Linked DNA regions of Hordeum vulgare: all the other regions are linked to region 2. Evidence: chromatin contacts called from public Hi-C data. All regions are on one chromosome and are shown on one strand. The core of a region is the stretch at or near the end of the contact, and the rest is flanking DNA. Distances in the headings are between cores, read along the strand shown.

Region 1 (3,224 bases), core at 225-2,724, 600 kb before region 2:
TTTTGTCTTTCTTTCCGACGACGATACGAATTGCAATAAACATCCATTAAATTAAAACCAAATTAAGAGGAAAGAAAACATCGTTAACAACACATGCACACCTTTGGAAAACCTCGGGGGGAGAAACAACATATTTCTCATCTTATTCTGAGTGACTGTATATTCAAACACGTTTTTATTGTGTGAGCACTAAAGCCATTGTCGGCAACACAAATGTGATGTCATGTGAAAATATATTGCGTCCAGAGCGTGTGTTATTTTCTCTTCCGTTGTAACACACGGGCTCTTTTGCTAGTAGGTATAGATAATTTATGATCTCGGAGCATCTTTTAGTTCTCTACTATCTTTTGAATTTGTGTTTTTTAAATAGATCATTTTCTAAAATCCTAAAATTTATTGAAATCATCAAACGTTTTTTAAAAACACTAATGTGTTTTGAATTTGTGAACAATTTTTTAAATTTTAAACAAGAACTTTTTGAGATCCCTGAACATTGAAAATGCAAATATTTTTCAAATTTATAATAAAATTTAAAATTTCCAAACATTTTTGAACAAATACTCCCTCCGTTCCACACATATTAGATTGTGGGACTAAGGAAGTCTAATATTTTGTAAAATAAAAAAGCTATAAAAAACCCAAACAGAAAACCATATAGAAGAAAAACGAAAATAAAACACGCAGTAGCCGAGGCAATGAAGCAGATGCTGCTCCAGCCCAACCCCGGAACTGGGCCGACCCACCTCGCTCAGCGTTGCTCTCGGGGACCTCCTATTCGCCGCGCGTTGCCGAAAGGAGTCGCGCGCCGCAGGGGGGTGGCGCCCCCGACTGGGCCAGCCCATCTTCGGCTCGCCCCCAACTGGGCCGACCAAGCTTATATTTTTTGTTTGAAAAAAAAATCTAATAATTGTTTATCTATATTTTTGAATTTCAGAACATTTTTTGAAATTTCGGAACCTGTTTTTCAAATTCCAGAATACTTTTTAAAAAAATCTGAAACATTTTGATAAAAATTCTAGATCATTTTCTCAAATTCTGGAACATTTTTTTAAATTGCGGAACATTTTTAAAAAATTTCGGGACATTGTTTCAAATGACGGAAAATAATTTCAAATTCCGAAACATTTTTCAAGTTCCTGATCATTTTTTCAAATTCCGGAACATTTTTTTAATTCCGGAACATTTTTTGCTAATCCAGAACATTTTTGAAACAAAAACAGGAAAAAAGGAAACATAAAAGAAAAAAAAAGAAAAAAATAGAAAAACTGATTTAGGGAATCTTCTAGAAAGTTCTCAAAACTGGAAAAAATCGACTGGAAAATTTTCCCAAAACCGACGTCCCTGTAACTGTTAATGGGCCGCCCAGATTATCCCCCGCTAGCGTTTTCTCCGTGCGAAGCCGTGGTAATTTGCCGCAACGCGCGGCAAATAGGGTTTTCCTTGCTTCTCGGGCGTAGGGTTCACCCTCGCACTCCTCTCCCCCCAGAAGCCCCAGTGGCCCAGTCGCGAGGCGAGACCGCACGAGAGACCTAACAGTCAGCGCTGTCGTTCGGCCGCCCGCCCGCTCAGCTCCCGTCTGTGACTGCCGGCGGCCGGCCCAGCACCCCGCGACCGCCGTCCCCTTGCCCCCTAGCCCGCCCGGTTGTTCCCTTCTCCTCGCCGGTCGCCGGCTCGCGCGCGGCCCGCCCTCTCTCCTGTTCCATGTTGGTGAATTTTCTTCTGCAGTAGGAAGAGGCAGTCGGGTTGGGTACGAGTAGAGGAGATGGTGTTCGGACAGGTTGTGATCGGGCCACCAGGCTCCGGCAAGACCACCTACTGCAACGGCATGTCCCAGTTCCTCTCCCTCGTGGGAAGGTATGCAAATACCTGCACCCTTGCTATTAACCTAGCTAGTACTTCATCACTACAAGCTGCTTTCCTGACTTCCAGTGCTAGTTTTTATTTTTCTGGTCCAACGCTTGGCCTCTTGTTATGTTCAGTTTAGTACTCCGTATGTTATAAGTCCTTTTTCTGATGGGAGGGTAGACATTAGGAGAACGAGGCGTGGTGTACAATTTTCCTTCCAATGATTGGGCTCCCAGTGTTATCTCTTCCTGCAGCTGTGCCAGTTATTGTCTTCCTGATTCACAAGGTCATAGTGCTTGATTGTTTGTTGCAGGAAAGTTGCGGTCATCAATCTCGACCCCGCGAATGATGCATTGCCGTATCCTTTGCTCGTTGAGCCTTGAAATGATCTTTTCCCTTGTTCGTTTACCATGTGTTGCCATCGGGCTCAGCAGTTACACTTAAAATGAGTCCTTGACAGTGGTATTTAGATATGAATGTGCCATCAACATTGAGGACCTCATAAAACTTAGTGATGTCATGTCTGAGCATTCGCTTGGTCCTAATGGAGGTTGATCCGATGCTCAAGAATCAAGTGTACCTGTTTTATTTCTATCCTTACTTATGCTGTGCTATTGATACCTTTGTCAGGGCTTGTGTATTGCATGGATTACTTGGAGATGAATATTGACTGGCTTGAAGAGAAACTGAAACCTTTTATTGAAGGTGAGTGCGGAGTGCCTTTCTCCGAACCTCGCTCGGGTGCTGTAAAAGCTGTCGTTTTGGTCCAGGGTAGAGTTAAGATCTTGAGTTTTTGAGTAGTATCTGTACAAATATTTTGATTGGATACTTAGATCATAGCTGTGAATTTTCAAAAAATGTACTTTCACAGTATATGAGTTCTCTTTGTATTTTATTATATACTGTAATAGAAATTGATAGTCAAAGCTGTATTTTAAAGACCATGTCCATGCCCAAACAACAGCTTTATGATAGTGAACCAGAGAAACTGGACTTTTTTTCTTTGGCTGTAATATCCATAAAATTGAAGATCTTTTTAAGCACTCATGTCTACTAGATAGAAAGCAGGTTGACCCAGTTCTATCCATAACTAAGCCGCCAGATTCTGTTTTGACATTGGAGTGCTGGGAACCTTTGATGAAAATTAATAATTCCTTATGGAACAATTGAAGAATAAACTAATAAGTCGCTTATACAGATCAAGCTACTTTAAAAATGGTCAACTCACTTTGCTATGACCTTGCACGGAACCTTTTTGCTATTCCAAATTACAGTCGTGAATAATCTGCAACCGTGGTTAATATCATAGTAGAGGACTATTACAGCAGCTACACACCAGTGCTGCATTGCTGCTTAACTTGCACTACTTCCCATTATGA
Region 2 (2,951 bases), core at 368-2,867:
TCCAACGGAAGGGCCTATCTATCTCGTGGGGTTGCCTCGGTAATTAATATTACAATAGTGAGACAAAAGCTTTGGGCGTTCAATGACTACACCTCTCAAATCCCAGAGATAGGATTCAGTATCCTCTTGAGTCATACACATGCTCATTATACTATTATACTCGTTACCGGTTTTGTTCTTCTTTCTTGTTGAAGTGTTCCGCCATCCCTTTGACATAGTCATCTGTGTCTGGCGAGACGATGATGGATGCTGTCACACCGAGGGGCTCCTAAGAATATATCTTCATCGTTGGAGGAGCAAATCCCATTCTCGAGTTATCTAGTCCCTTGTCAAACTTTCTGATAAACAAGTTCTCGTTATGGTCACCGTGTTACAGATCACGTTCGAGGAACCCCAAAGCCCACCGTACGGTAAGAAGTGACTACGATGCTCTCATGGTCTAAGGAACTAAAACACACGTTAACACTGTGTGTTATAACAATTAATTTCACACGGTATTATCCCAAAGTATAACAAACAAGTTTGGGTCGATCCAATATGATTGTTCTTCTAACGTCATCTTTAAGACGATATTCAAATAACATATTTTTTATTTTTTTATCACCTTTAAGACGATAATAAGCCAATATCCGTGGCTGGTGGAGAACACAGTTTTCTCGATGAGTGTACACGTAATTTGGTATAAAACTACACGCTAATGCATATCCTGACACGACCTCTTTATCTCGGTGACGAGTGAACCAAAATGGACAATATGATGACATAGGGTCACAAGACACCTTTGTACAAAAGGTTACGATGGACGACAGATTGCAAGCATGCAACACTACCATAACCACGTGTACGGATTTATGACTTTTGTGCAAGATATCTATCCATATATATCTTCCTTTTTGCAAAACCTATAAATCTTTCGGATATTCATTTTCGGCGCCGGAAGTCTATTAGTCTGGCAAGGAGTGTTAAACATGACATCAATATGCGCATTCATATTTAAGATATCCCTAATCCACATGAGACTTGGTTTTTCTGATAGATCCACAAATAGTTATTATACGAAACTACAAACCCCATTGATGATTCAAAATGATGCCCAGACTCATTTGCATTTAAACAATAAATTAAAAAATAAACAGTGAAGAAACTATTTTTCTAGTCATCTAAGACAATCATGTGCGCTAGGAGCATGCAAAATTTTGTGAATGCATAAAAAATGTTTTTTCTACTGTTTACTCGAATTTGCTGTTCACGTCGTCTCTCTGCACCAGAATAACCTCTCTCCCATACAACCGTTCACAACAAATATTTTGAATATTTTAATATAAACTATGTATGAATGAAATGACTGAACAAACACACTAATACATGTGTGTACACACACACTTGATTCAAAAAAGAAGTTAAAACAACTTGGAGCAACATTTATAGTGTTCAAGATCAAGTGACCAGATCACTCCACTCCGTGTCCGTACTGTCAATGTTCAAAATCGAAAGACGTAAAACTGAGAACACACCGAAAGAACGAGCCAATATTAATGTTCGAAGCAAATGCGCATAATAAAAACGGTACGGGCCGGCCGGCCGGGCACACAAGAGAGCAAAGTGCTGCTACGAAACCCCCGTCACCAGGGCTCTCCCTCCTGGCCGCCCTGCCATTCCACAGTCCCCGCACAAAGCCAGCCAGTGCGTACCGACGCTTCCCCCACAGCCTGGACTGGAGCCGCCGTACTTTTCACTCTCTCGTCGGCTCCCTCCCTCGTTCCCGGGTCTCAGCTCTCAAGTCTCAACTCCCAGTTCTCCTCCTCCTCCCCCTGGCCCTCGCCCGCACGCTGCTCGCTCGATCGTCGCCTACCTAGTACCTACCATACCATCACACCTACCGCCCCTCTCTCCCACTGTCTCTCTCGTCCGCACCGTCAGACCCCCCCGCGCCCGCGATCGACCCCGCGCCGCCCGCACGCTCCCGAATCCTCAGCCGCCGGACGCCTCCTTCCGACGAAGCGAAGCAGGCCGCCTCGGGCTCTCCGCCACCGCGTCCTCCTCCCTCCGCACTGCGCCGGCCGCTGCTGGATTGGCGTGGAGATCCACCTGGGCCTGTTTCTCCTGCTGCCTGGTAAGCCGGCCCTCCCTCACCTGCCTGGATTCGTTTCGCTCTGATCTAGCCGGTCTGCCCTGGCCTGCGCCGCGCTGCGAGAAATCGAATCCGAATATATGGTCCACGCCCTGTGCAATCTGTGTAAATGCGTCCGTACCGGGGAAATATACTCGCTGCAGGTGCGGATTCGCTCGCTGGTACGCCGCCAGTGCACGCCGCCCATCCGTATGATTCGGTTCCTGTTGCTCAGCGCGCGCGGCATCTCAGTCTCAGGGCCGTTATTGTCCTGCGACCCCAGAGAATCGGACTCGAGGTGCAGGCGCGCATGATTCCTCCCATTTCGGTCATAAATAGCCGCCGGAGGAAAGGCCTGAGCTACAGCCCGACGCCGTTACATGGTCGTTTATGGAATTGTGGGATGTACTATGGTTACTGTATGTTGACGCGTAGAGTACTGGTCTGTTTTACCTTTTTTCCATTTTTACCCAAGGTTTTTACCAGAGTTGCTATTTTTTTGGTAAATAAGAGCCTGGATCTACACCATATAGTTACAGTGTATGCCCCCTTGTACTCGTAAGTGGACCCAGTTAGGATAATTGCCGACATGTTTTGGCTGCCAGCATGAACAGCGCCCACTGGTCATAGCATCTACTAGTAGTTGGATAAAATGTGAGTTCACTGGAATTGTACATCATGCTATGCTTGGTTGTATGCAATAGAACATGCAAGTTGCCCTGGAAGTTTGTGATGCGACATGGCAAACTTTCATGTGATGTTTCATGTTGGGTTCTTTTTGGGAAGCTGATGGCCATCAGGATGCACGTCAGCTGATGAGACGTGATTCACTTCTATTTAG
Region 3 (2,866 bases), core at 233-2,732, 880 kb after region 2:
AATCAAGGCGCGCATCCCTTACGTCCACTCCGCAAGATGGCGACACCGAGACAAGCATGCACAAAAAAATATCTTAAGCCAAAAAAACACATCGGAAGACACATAAATCTTCACACGCCTTTGAACAATGCCAAGAAGCATAATTGAAACACCATCTGGATGGAAAGGACTTATTCCATTTCGTTGGCGACGACATCACTGATGATTAGAAACCGAAACCGAAACCTAAACTAAAACCCTTACCTAGCACCACCGGTTCAAAACAGCGGGGTCCCCGCCCTCTCCCGTAGTCGAAGTGGCGAAGAAAGGGAAACGAGGCCCGTGATCTCACTGGTGAGAAGGTAGATCGCCGCCATTGCCATAGCTCATAGGATTTCAAGAGAAAGAGAGAGAGAGAGGGGGGAGAAGGACGTGCGAACTTTGCGTGTTTTGGTAGACATTAGGGATGGCACCCGCAGGGTATGGGTATGGGTGGAGCCTCCCGATACCCTTACCCGCCCCGTCTGATATTACCCATCACCCTTACCCATACCCGTCAATGGGTACAATTTTTTCCATACCCGTTACCCGACAGGGTAGATGGGTACCCGCGGGTAAAAATACCCATATTTGCAAAACATCAATTTAAAAAACTTATAGTTATAAACTGCATTGTATCATATAGTTTATAAAGATAGATTATAGCTACGACACATACTTATAAAACAACATCATGTAGTCATAAACAACAACTCATAGACATACACTTTCAATTCATAAATTATTGATATCGTGTAGATTGTAGAGATAATTTTGAGTTTAGATAGATTTTATATGGGTATACGGGTATATGGGTATGGGTTATATGATCCCATACCCATACCCGCTCTATCCGATGGGTTTCTGATTTTCCTATTTATATATCCATGGATAAATTTTTGTCACATACCATTATCCTAATAGGATTTTTACCCGCACGATACGTGGGTAATGGGTACCCATTGCCATCCCTAGTAGACGTATACGCCTCCAGTGCCAAACTATAATTCCCCAGCGATGAGAGAGGATCGCGGTGATGCCGACGGCTCTAATATGCTACCGATACCGGGCACATCTCGCCATCAAAACCAGTGTCACAACCTGCATCGCAACACGCATTACTTTTGTAAAATCACGCACATGACTCACGAGGCGGAGACTTAGAGACGGCGACACCGCACCCAAACCAAACCAAACCAACCAGGCCGTCTCCCGTCTGATCCGAAAACGATCGTCCAGCAAGGCATCCCAACGGCCGATCCTCCCCCGCTGCCCGTCCGTCAGCAGTAAACAAAAACAAGCACCGCCACATCCAAGCCGAGCCGAACCAGCTCGAGCAGATCGGCCCCGCATCTCACTCGCCCCGAAGTCCACCCACGCCCCCGCTTTCCCCACTTGTCCCCGTCGCCCTCCCCCCATTTTTATTGCTCCCCACGCCTCGATCTCGCCTCGCCTCGCCTCGCCTCTGATTCTGAATTCTGATTGGCCTCCCCTATTTTTTTTCCCCCCGGCACCCTCTGTTTCACCCTGCTTTTTCCCCTTTGCCCGCTTTGCTTCCACTCCTTCTCACTCGCCCCTCTTTCCTCGCCCCTTCCTCCGCTTCGGATTCCCTCCCATCCCGTCCCACCCCGGCTCCCTCGCCCGCGTCGCGCACCAACCCAAAACCCTAGCCAGCCAGCCCGCGCGCCCATGGCGTCGTCTCCCGCTCGCCCTGCCGCCGCCTCCGTCTCCGGCGCCTTCGGCCTCCCCCCCGACGCCCGCTGCTCCTTCGACCAAACCCGCCGCCGCGCCGAGGTACGTCCCGTCTCTCTCTCTCTCTCTCTCTCTCTCTCTCTCTATCTGTGTGTGTGTGTGTGTGTGTGTGTGTGTGTGTTTCGCCGTCCATCTCCCTACTGCTACTAGCACCGCGCGGGGTTCCTCGATCTCGGGGGTTGATGCGTTTGTGAGCGGGGGAAGCAGGATTCGCAGGACAAGAGGCAGCTGGTGCGGACGTTCGTCAACGTGTACGGACAGGAGGGGTACCCCAAGGACGCCGTCATGGCGGCCGTCGAGGAGTGCATGAGGAAGCAGGCCGAGGGGCTGCTGCATTCGCTCGAGGGCATCGGCGGCAGGCTCTCGCAGCTCGAGCTCTACTGCTACAAGCTCGAGCGGTCCATCGGGGAGCTGCGCAGCGACGTCATGGACTACCACAGCGAGGGCACCGTCAACTTCCGCTGCCTCGACAAGAACCTCAGACAGGTACGTGCCCTGCTCTGCCTCCAGATCCGCGCACGCGCAGCCAATTACTGCAAAATGCCTTGCTCTCGTCTCGAGTACCCCCACGGCCCTGTTAGTCCAGGCTGTGGAAATCACTATTCAGATTTCACCATTGATGAATATACCTCGGAATTTGCGTTTCACGTTTGTCTTGTGTGGTGCTTAAGGAGTCACAGTGGAACACTTTCACGAGCTGCCATTCCTAAACTACGTACGGTGGAGTCAGACTTACTGTTCTCGTGAGGCTTGGGTCATTTTTCGTCACATTATGAATAGGTAGGTCTCTCAGCTGAACTATCGTTTCTTCTGTTGACCAGGTTCAGAAAGCCGTGCAGATGCTTCAGGATAAGCATGAGCCGGCCGACACGGCGCAGCAACTGGCCAAACTTCAAATAGCGCATGAATTCCCTGCTAGAACAAATGAAGCCACTGCCTTGTCGATGCTTGCTGCAAGGGAAAATGTCAACGATCACAGCACACAATTCACAAACCCTGAGGTTTCTTTTGTGCCAATTCACCAAGTTAATGCCATGCAGTCTCCTGCTATGCCGAACCAAAGTAGCGGCGGTTATATTCTGCAGCAACTGGTGCC

What was found. A called contact is a pair of places that touch in the nucleus more often than the background predicts.
Region 1: a contact with region 2 is called in a Hi-C map of leaf, with 2.5 times the contacts expected there. The contact joins the promoter of LOC123444086 here to the promoter of LOC123444085 in region 2. A contact is called at or near these places in 4 of 6 Hi-C or Micro-C datasets (leaf and seedling) and 1 of 1 datasets of contacts at active chromatin or transcription factors (embryo).
Region 3: a contact with region 2 is called in a Hi-C map of seedling, with 4 times the contacts expected there. The contact joins the promoter of LOC123444077 here to the promoter of LOC123444085 in region 2. A contact is called at or near these places in 2 of 6 Hi-C or Micro-C datasets (leaf and seedling).

Annotation. Positions count from the first base shown.
Region 1 is chr3H:426,289,168-426,292,391 of MorexV3_pseudomolecules_assembly, reverse strand. It overlaps LOC123444086 (GPN-loop GTPase QQT1), which reads left to right and starts at 1,474. Exons shown (of 10, transcript XM_045120700.1): 1 at 1,474-1,854; 2 at 2,159-2,203; 3 at 2,316-2,395; 4 at 2,476-2,550. The coding sequence starts at 1,763.
Region 2 is chr3H:425,690,807-425,693,757 of MorexV3_pseudomolecules_assembly, reverse strand. LOC123444085 (serine/threonine-protein kinase EDR1-like) reads left to right here and starts at 1,617. Exons shown (of 17, transcript XM_045120698.1): 1 at 1,617-2,113.
Region 3 is chr3H:424,807,353-424,810,218 of MorexV3_pseudomolecules_assembly, reverse strand. LOC123444077 reads left to right here and starts at 1,482. Exons shown (of 3, transcript XM_045120685.1): 1 at 1,482-1,812; 2 at 1,978-2,256; 3 at 2,592-2,866. The coding sequence starts at 1,708.